Regions from separate parts of the Mus musculus genome. Here region 1 is linked to region 2. A link is a contact called in public Hi-C data. All regions are on one chromosome and are shown on one strand. Each heading gives the region's core, a stretch centred on a gene start, on an enhancer-like site or on the middle of the called end of the contact. The rest is flanking DNA. Distances are from core to core; before and after follow the strand shown.

What was found. Hi-C and Micro-C count contacts between places; a contact is called where the count stands out from the background.
Region 1: a Hi-C map of CD8 T cells shows a contact between it and region 2, with 4 times the contacts expected there. The contact joins two enhancer-like sites. A contact is called at or near these places in 11 of 484 Hi-C or Micro-C datasets (CD4 T cells, CD4 single positive thymocytes, CD8 T cells and 2 more) and 4 of 115 datasets of contacts at active chromatin or transcription factors (bone marrow-derived macrophages, double positive thymocytes, microglia and 1 more).

What each region holds. Positions count from the first base shown.
Region 1 is chr9:32,739,349-32,743,897 of GRCm38.p6, forward strand. The region is part of intron 8 of Ets1 (E26 avian leukemia oncogene 1, 5' domain); the gene reads left to right. Among named protein-coding and RNA genes, the nearest start is that of Gm3331, 42 kb to the right of the region's middle. Within about 2 kb of position 1,568, at least 35 of the 459 cell types and tissues checked have an H3K27ac peak or open chromatin away from gene starts, as enhancers often do. A contact at or near this core is called in CD8 T cells, double positive thymocytes, regulatory T cells and 1 more, where this site is marked.
Region 2 is chr9:32,505,580-32,509,976 of GRCm38.p6, forward strand. The region is part of intron 1 of Fli1 (Friend leukemia integration 1); the gene reads right to left. Among named protein-coding and RNA genes, the nearest start is that of Fli1, 34 kb to the right of the region's middle. Within about 2 kb of position 1,607, at least 134 of the 459 cell types and tissues checked have an H3K27ac peak or open chromatin away from gene starts, as enhancers often do. A contact at or near this core is called in CD8 T cells, double positive thymocytes, regulatory T cells and 1 more, where this site is marked.

The sequences.
Region 1 (4,549 bases), core at 318-2,817, 230 kb after region 2:
AGTGGGATAGAATAGTCTTGGAATTTTTCTGAAAATTAAGAGATCCTTAAAAGTGAAATTTATATACTTAGAAAAATTATTCCTCCTTTCAAGATCAAGAATATGTTCCCTATATTGCACTCCACAAAGCCCCTAGCTAGGGTAGTCATTGCATCAAAGGGTGCCCAGGAATTAAATCCATGATTGGGAGTGGCAGCAAGGACCAAATGAAGAATCATGAGAAAAGGACAAACTTGAGCACCTTCTTTTTTTAAAAAAAAAAGATATTAGTAGGGGGCCTTGGCACATTTCAAGAGGATCTTTTCCTGTCTCTGGAGAGCACATTATTGTGAAATTCACTCATTTTCATTGAAGATATCCGAGATGAGAAAGAGTACAAGAAGTCTTTCAAAGTGTAGAAGAGTGGAAGACTTTGCAATTGAGACTAGTCTCTCTCCATCTGGATGCCATGATGGAGTGGGGAGGGGAGAGGGCTGCTTAGAGGAAAGGACAAAAGCTAGGGTAGTGCTCAGATAATAGAGGGGAGGGGAGGGGAGGGGAGGAGGGGAGAGGGAGGAGGGGAGGGGAGGGGAGGAGAAGGGAGGGGGAAGGGATCATCATCCCTTCACTTTCTCAAAGACTAAGCCCTTCCAAATGAAAAAAAAATGAAGGCTTGTCCACATTTAGATTCTATTTTTTTTTTTTTTTACAATTATGGATTTAACTTTTTCAAACTCCAGTAGTAGTGAGAACAATAGACCAGAAACCAGAAGTTCCCTGCACTCTCTCTCAGCTTTCACACACTGTGTGATTTTAGGCAAATTCACCTTGTACCTTTTTCTACTTTAGTGAAGTAGAACTGTTCACCCTTATCCCGACAGTGGGGGACGTGTGAAAGCACAGTTGAACCAAATCGATTAAATAAATGAGTGCTAGACATTGCGCTAGACATGGTGAGAAGAAAGCCCTACTTGTAATAAATTGATTATTTCAGAAAATGAGCACCAACTGGGTGTGGATAAGACACCACCCCCACCCCCACCCCAAGCAGAGTCAGTCTTATCCAGTTTATTCTACACGTCCTTAGACTTGAACTAGAATCTCTTGTTGCTGTGGTCTAAATAATGGTTGGGATTTGTTAGGTGTGATAGCAGACCAAATTTTGGCAGTTTCCCCCATGATCTCTGTCTTCAGGGAACACTTCCTGCCTCCACTACAGGTTCCCTGAGTCTGTGACCTGGTGGCCCCATCCCAGAAATAGGGGTGGACAAGGGATGGAACGCATCTGCCTTGTGTTGTCTCTTACCTGAGGTGATGGCTGCAAATGGGGATCTAACTTCATGCAGGCATGTTAGGATGACCTGGCATTTGGAAAGTACTTAGAGAAGTGGAAATCACTAGGTAACTGTTGGCAGTGCTCTTGACATGTGTATAAACACTGCACTAGTTTCCTGTCTCTCGTTCTGTCCCCTTTCTGTCCTATAAAATTCAGTTGCTGAAGCTTGTGTGTGACCTATAATAGGGGCACTCAGACTTCTGCACCATGGCTACCTGGTCTGGACTACATACATGTGCTTATCATGGCTGCCTGGCCTGGACCACGTGCATGTGCGTATGTGTACCTAAGTGAGAAGAGCATCTCACCACACCCCTAGACGAGGGACTGAGGTTTCAGTCCTTCCTGCCTCTACAGGAATACGTTCTCCTCCTTCCTGTGAGATCTTAGTTACTGCACTGTAAGTGTGGAAATCAGTTAGAGATGGAATTTTCACATTCTCTTGCACAGTTACATTCTTCCTTCAAAGATAAGAAAATTGCACCAACCTTAGCAGGGCTCCCATGGCAACTTGTTAAATTAGGTCGAGATGTGGGGGCAGATAACATGGCTTGAAAGAAAGCCTGCCTTGCCTGTTAGCTGAGTGAGGGCTACATCAAGCACAATGTTGGCTTCCGCCGAGACGTACCTCCTTACCGTACTGTTTACGGTTATCAGACTGACACAGTCGAAAAGCTCCATTTTCTCTTGTTCATAGGTGCATGCTCAGTCCCTTCTAATTACAACACTGAGAGCCAGCCCCATGCTCACTGTTGTCTGTATTCCTTGTAACCTTAGAAAAATGCTGAGCACTCAGAGTGTGCTTACACGCTGAGATAATCAATTTGTTATCATTATGAGTCCCTTTTGCCTGTGTCTAGCACAATGTGTAATACGCATCTATTCAATTCATTGATTTAGGTGTAGGGATAGGATAATACTTCATTGTTAAATAGTAGTCTCCTTTCCTCCCTGTCAGTCTGGCCCCATTTTAGAGATAGTGAAACTGAGCACAAAGAGCATGCTTTATCCAAGGTCAGGTAATTTTGCTCTGCAAGAAGGTGGCTCCTTAATGAATTTTAAGTGCTGCATGCCTTGCTTGAATGCACCATCTGTTCTTCATGTTAAGGAATGGGAACACTCCTTGAGTAGCCTCATGTCTTTCACAGAGGGATTAAGACCCAGGTGGCCCCTTGTCACTAATTAACACTTCATACATACATGTGACTGAGGGGAAGGGGGAAGGGTAAGAGCTGGTTTTGGCTTCAGTACAGAGTTCTGGGCCTGTGAATCACCATTATTGAACTTTATTCCCTATTCCTAGTCACAGTCACCGATAAAGGCCCATTCATAACCCAGCTGCAGGTGACCTACTGGAAATCCATGTCTGGGTATGTCATCACCCACTAAGCTGTAATTACGAAGGAAGAAAGTCTCTTTTTCATCTAGAGCCTGGAAAAAGACTATACCTAAAGCCATTCATTAATGACCAATTTGGAAGAATGTTTTATATTCCTTCCTTCTGTCTCTCCCCCCACTCCTCTCTCTGAGAGACTTAGAGGGAAAACTGTCCCAGATGTCCCACTGTGGGTCCTCTTACATTGCCTTTGGTCAGAATGAATGCTATTCTGTCCATTGCACAGATGAGAGGAGAGCAGCCTAAGTCACACAAATCCCCAGGTCAAACTCACAACCCCTGAGGTTTGATTATAGTTGAGTTTTAGCATATAGTAACCTAAAACTACTGATGAGACACTGAGAGAATAAACAACTTGGCTACAAAAGGAAGGTCTGCCAAGCCCCTCAGTTGAGGACATGGCCTGTGACTTTGGCATAACATCTACACTCACAGTCTTCTGAAGAAAACTGAGTTGCAAAATAGGCTGCGTTGTGCTAGGGCCCAACAGGGTTGGCAGTGTTGGGAAGCTCTTGACCGGCCCAAGCTAGCAATAAGGAAGAAAGAGACAGCTTGCTAAGTTTGTAATGTAGCATGCATCTGTGTAGATTTCTGATATTCCAAACAGGTTAGGAAAGGTGGCACTTTCTACCATGTTACCCTGAACTAGGCTCATGCTGTAATCTTTCCATGCAAATGCTGCTGGCATAAGGCAATGAGAGGATGCTAGCATTGATATAGGCTGACTTGTCAGAATGGGGAGAGACCCAGGTTGCAAGCACTGAGCATTGGCCTCTTTTCCAGAAGCCAGAGATGGCCAGGTAATGACTTATCTGAGCTTCGTTCTGGCCAGGCTGGAGCTAATTCAGGCTTGTCAAAGGCAGTGCAGTGTGAGTGTGGAGTGTCCCTGGGCAGAGTCTCCATAGGGAAGAAGGAAGCTAGGAACAAGAAGGATGGAGACCATCTCCCTTCCTGAGCTTAAGGTGACTGTGATGGGTGAGCTGCAGGAAAGTGAATGGAATCTTCCTGCCCAACAGTAGCCCTGAGGCCCGAGGGACTGATCCTCAGTCACTGTGTAGCCCGATGGCAGGTCCCAGGGTCTCACCAAGGTGGGTTTGAGCATCTGAGTGGAGTCCTGGGTTGATTAGCATGCTGTTCATGTCAGCATATAGGTCAATGGAGAACCGCTTTGGAGGATCAGGGAGGAAAATTCCCAGGAATGGAAGTGGGTGGGAGGAGAGCGGCTCTCTGCAGCCTGCAGAGCCACCTCACAGGTCCTGCCTCTCAGCCGGTTAGTGCAGTGACAACGGTTAATCATTCCCCACCAGCAGAGGAATTCCTATGGTTGGAGGCTTTGGCCGCACGGTTGTTAACTTTTTGTTTCTGAATGCCTTAACATTTTATGGGAAGAGGGGTTCCCCATTTCTGCTCGTAGTTCTGAAGGGGCCAGGGTTGGCAGAGCTTCCTCAGAACCTTCAGCTGATACTGCACACGGTGCCTCTGGAGTTGCTTTCCAGTAGTCTGAACCCCTGGGGTACTTGCACCTCTCGGAGACCTGTCTGTATTTTGGATTACAGGTTGGCTCTCTGTTCTGGGAACAGCTCCCTGTCTGATTTAGAGAGGTCTCAGAGTCTCACAATTTGGGGGTCACTGTTCCTTTAACAGACACTCGTTATGCGTGATGAAATTGGGTGGTGTCTGCTTGGGAGTTCCACTCTGACTCCAGTGTGTAACTCCACCTTTTTGTCTTTGAAGCAGGGTGTTTCCATTGAGCAAAGTGTAGCCATCGAGCTGTGAGACACCAATACAAGCCCTGGCTGCCTTTAAGCCATGGATTGGAAAGTCCCTATTGCCTCTGA
Region 2 (4,397 bases), core at 357-2,856:
CTGAGTTCTGCTGAGATGCCAAGCTCTTCCTAAGAGCCCGATTTGCAGCGCAGAGGCGAGTGCCTCTATTTGAGCACTTTAAGAAAAAGTGTGGGGCAGTCGTGAGAAGCAGATGGCTCAGTGGGTAAAGTGCTTGCTGTGAAAGCATGGGGACATGCATTTAGAACCCCAGTGCCCACATAAAAGCCAGCAGTGGTGGTGACTACCTGTGTGGGGCTGGATAGCAGGCAAGCTTCAAGTTCAGTGTGAGACCTTGGCTCACAAGGTGGAGCATGATAAAGGTAAGATTCCCAAAGCTAACCTCCAACACACACACACACACACACACACACACACACACACACACACAAACACACACACACACACACACACACGAGTGCATCTGCACAAGTGTGCATCCACTACACAGATACACAGACACACACACACAAAGAAAACAAACAAAATGGTAAAGACCTCTATCCAGTGTGCTTTGTACCTGGTACAAGAAAGCCAAAAACAGTAAAAGAGGACCCAGGATTTTCTGAGCCTTGTGTGCAGGTTGGACCCTCTGGATGGCCCTGCATCTTCCACAGCAAGTTTGTATATCCCGCTAGCTTCCACCCTGGTCTCTTTCTTTGCCTTCCCCACTTATATACTGAGTCCCAAAGCCATTGTTCGTTCTCACTTCTGAAAGCTAAGCACACAGTGGCAGGCCCCAAGGCCTGCGGCTGTGTGTGCCTGAGATTAAGATTTTTATCTGCTCTCTGACAATGTGCAGAGGAAATCCTGTTCCTAAACTCAGGGCCGTGAGAGGAGCGCGGCCAGCAGTTCTTCCCTCCCACCTGGGAGAGAGATCAGGACACCTGACCTGCCAGGAACATGGGCTCATTGTTTATACATAGAAAAAGCTCTTTTCCGGTCTCAGTTAATCAACTCCTCTCCTACATTTTTTTCTTTGAGCCGCAGAGCATAACAGTCTCTTGGCAGAGCTGGGTTGGGGTCTTAATGTACTAGCAGATAAGGTCCCCACGGAGGAAATGCGAACTACTGTCTAGTAAGATTTAGGAAAGAGCTTTTCCACTCTCCGTGAACCAGGAGGTTCACAGGCAGCCATATCCTCACTGCATGGACCCAGTGTGGCTCTCAAGCACTAGGAGAAGACTCCGTGCTAAAGGGCGGGTTCTCTGGTGGTCAGAGATGAGGTTGTGGGAAGCTGTAGGCTCTTCTCTTTCCCTTTATCCCTAGGGCTTAGTGGGCAGCTACTCTCACAGACAAGCTCCGGGTGACAATTAGGGGACTAGTAGAAGGTCCCTATTTTGTATGTATGGCTTGTCATATTCCTGGCTAACGTAGGCAATGCAGGCGTGCTTGGTAGTTGGAGATGCCTGTTGCTACAGGAGGACACTGAGGACACACGCTCTTTCCCGGACTTGAAGGAAGATATCCTAAGACAGAACTGCCTGGGTGTCTACCCCCAACTCTGCTTTTCCTATCGCTCCTTTCACTGCAGAGCTGGAGTGGATCTGGATCATCTGCAAATCTGCCAGGATGCCCAGGGCTATGAGCAAGAAGAAGAAGGTGTAGAACTTGCTGGGGGCAGGTGCTTACTCCCACAGAAGCACTGCGGTTATAGAAGAAATGACGTGAGCAAAATATCAGTGTTAACTCTCAGAAAACTGCCCAGCAGCAGCAGAGGTGGGGTGGGGTGGGGAGGAGGATGGGGAGAGAAAGGAGAGAGAGGAGAGGGAGGGGAGAGAGAGGGGAGAGAGAACACCGTCTCTAGAAGTGACCTGCCTGAGACCTTGCCCTCTGGCCTCAGTACCTTCATCTTTACAAGGGAACACACAGAGGACTGCTGAGACCTCTGTCTCCAGCATCCCGCCCCCTGAATTAGAATTGTCATTGAACTGATGAAGTCATACTCTCCCTGCTGTAGCGGTAAGGGGAAGCTGGGAGTGTGAAGCCTTGGCCACCTCACCTCCAGGTGCAGGTGTGGCTGAGTTGTCGCTGCCTCATTCGCAGGGGCAAGAGAAAGAGCAGCAACAGTATTTCTGTGGAGGAAGTGTGTTGGTAAACCCCAAGACGCCAGAGTATGCACTTGGGCCTGCCCTGATTCATCTTAAAGCTGAGCTCTGACGAAGGCTCATGGGAGGACCACTTTTCTGTTTTGTCTTGTTTTGTTTCAGCTCATGGGGAAAATGGACTTGCTCATCAGTCTGGAACTGGACAGAGAGGAAGTGGCTCCTGGGTGGGAAGCTATACTTCTGCCGAGCACAGGACAGAGGAGAAAGTAGGAATGCCTCCCCTCCCTTCCCCTTCAACTCCTCCGGACAGGAATAAGGCAAGAAAGCCTGGCCTGAAGAACAGGAGCCCACCCTGCTGTGAGAGGAGCTTCAGCCAGCTTCAGGGATGGGGGTATGGATGCAGGGGTGTGCGAGAGCTGAGAAAGCATCTCTTCCTAGCTCCACAGTCAGAAACATCATCCTGGTAGCCTGGCATCAGCCTCAGAGCAACCATTTGCACCATGGAAATAGGTGAACACTACACAAATCCAGACGGTAGGTTGTTCCACGTTTATCAGCACACGTGTGGCTGGAAATTTCTGCTTCTCATTAACTCCATTCAGCGTTGAGCCATTCACTAAATCTTGGTAGTGAGGGCTCAGTCTGCAGCAGACTAGCCTCAGAGGCTGATATTTAGCTCTACAGACAAGCATCAATTAGATCCAGCCTTTGAGCTGTGTGCAGATCTGGGCTGACTTCATCACAGGAACACATGGAGACGGAGACCGATTGGCTGAGCTCAGGATCTAGGCACCCCCAAGCTACACTTTCCCTTTTGAGAACTTGAAGCCGTTTCCCCTAGCTGTCATTCTGGCCTGTGAGCAGTAGACCTTGTTTTCCCAACCACTCGAACACTCAGGAGCCCTTCTTTATCAGGTAAGGAACTAAACACTTTGTGTCCGTTATCTCCCTGTATTTCATCCTCACCAGAGCCTTATGAAATAATTTCCTCATTTTACAGTTCAGGGAGGTGAGACCTGTGAGGTTGACCAGATTATAAGTGGCCTCGCTCAGAGGTGAACTCAGACTTGACTGGATCCAGGGTGTGCTCGTTCCAAAGTGGGTGTGCCCAGACCACACTTCTGATGTCAATATCGAACATGACTCTTCCTTGAAAATTTACCTCAGTCCATTGATACTAACTCTGAACATGACTGTCAAGTGAGACACAGCTTCCAGGGCCACTGTGTAGCCACAGCACCCTTCCCAAAGACATGCCACCTCCCCCACAGTATATAGTTCCTCTTCCCTCTGCCCCAGCCATGGCCCTGCCCCTGCTTCAACCTCTACTGAAAACTTACTTCCTCCCTTGGAGCTTTCTCTCATTAACCCCACCCAGTGTTGGTCAATTCATCCACTTTGCTTTTATTCTAATAGGTAGTATTTAAATTCACCCCAGAATGCTTTTTCCTGTTTTTACCACTGGGGTGCATTGGGATTTTCTTCCTTAACCTGTCCCTCCTATTAAAGTCCTGCAAGATCTGTACCTGAGTCACCTGGCTAGGGCTATGTCTGTCTGTAGGCTTCCTATTCAGAGTGGAGAAGCTCTTGACCTGGTCAGATGACTCAAATATCTGTCTTGTTCTTGCCAAAGAGGCTCCTCTCAAGAACTATAAGCAGAAGGAGAAATAGTTCAAGCCAGACCTATCCAGCTTATGATATTCATATCAGAAGAAGCCTTTAAGGACTGCCTTGGTCCAGCCTGGGGACACATAGGATCTGTTCTTTCTAAGAGGGTCTTTCTCATTGCATTTCCCTCCTTAAATGCTTGGAATGATTTGTGCATAGAAAGGGATGATGGGGTGGCAATTTGAGGTGGGGTTTCAGGAGGCATCTTTCTGTCTTACTGTATATGTTTTAGAAGGGTAAATACGTAGGTGAGTATAGTGAGCATCTGTGGGGAGATGGAAGAGGATAGGTCTGACCCAGGAGTGGAATGGTAGGTATCTCTACCAGGCATGCCTCAGAAGCGACAGGTGATTTAGGCAGGAAGGATAGACCCCTCTGGTCTTCTGGATGAAGACAGCAGCAATGTGGCAGTTACAGCTGGGCTGCTTTGCATTCGAGAACCTGACTGTTTCAGAGGTCTCAGGCTGTGCCAGAGCCGCCACCACCACGAGGCTAAACTCCTGGCCAGACCTCCTCCTCCTCCATCTCCCCCCAACCTTGTCCTTAGTACCCTGCTCGCCCTTGCCTAGAGCAGGGAACAATTCCTCTTTACCCTAAAGACCTGACTTAGACATCCCATGCTGCCTACTGCTATGCCCTGAACGTTAGCAGGCCCCCATCCCCCCACATGGACTGCCACTTTTAGACTGGCACACGGTTTTCACAAGACAGGGTTGTGGTTTC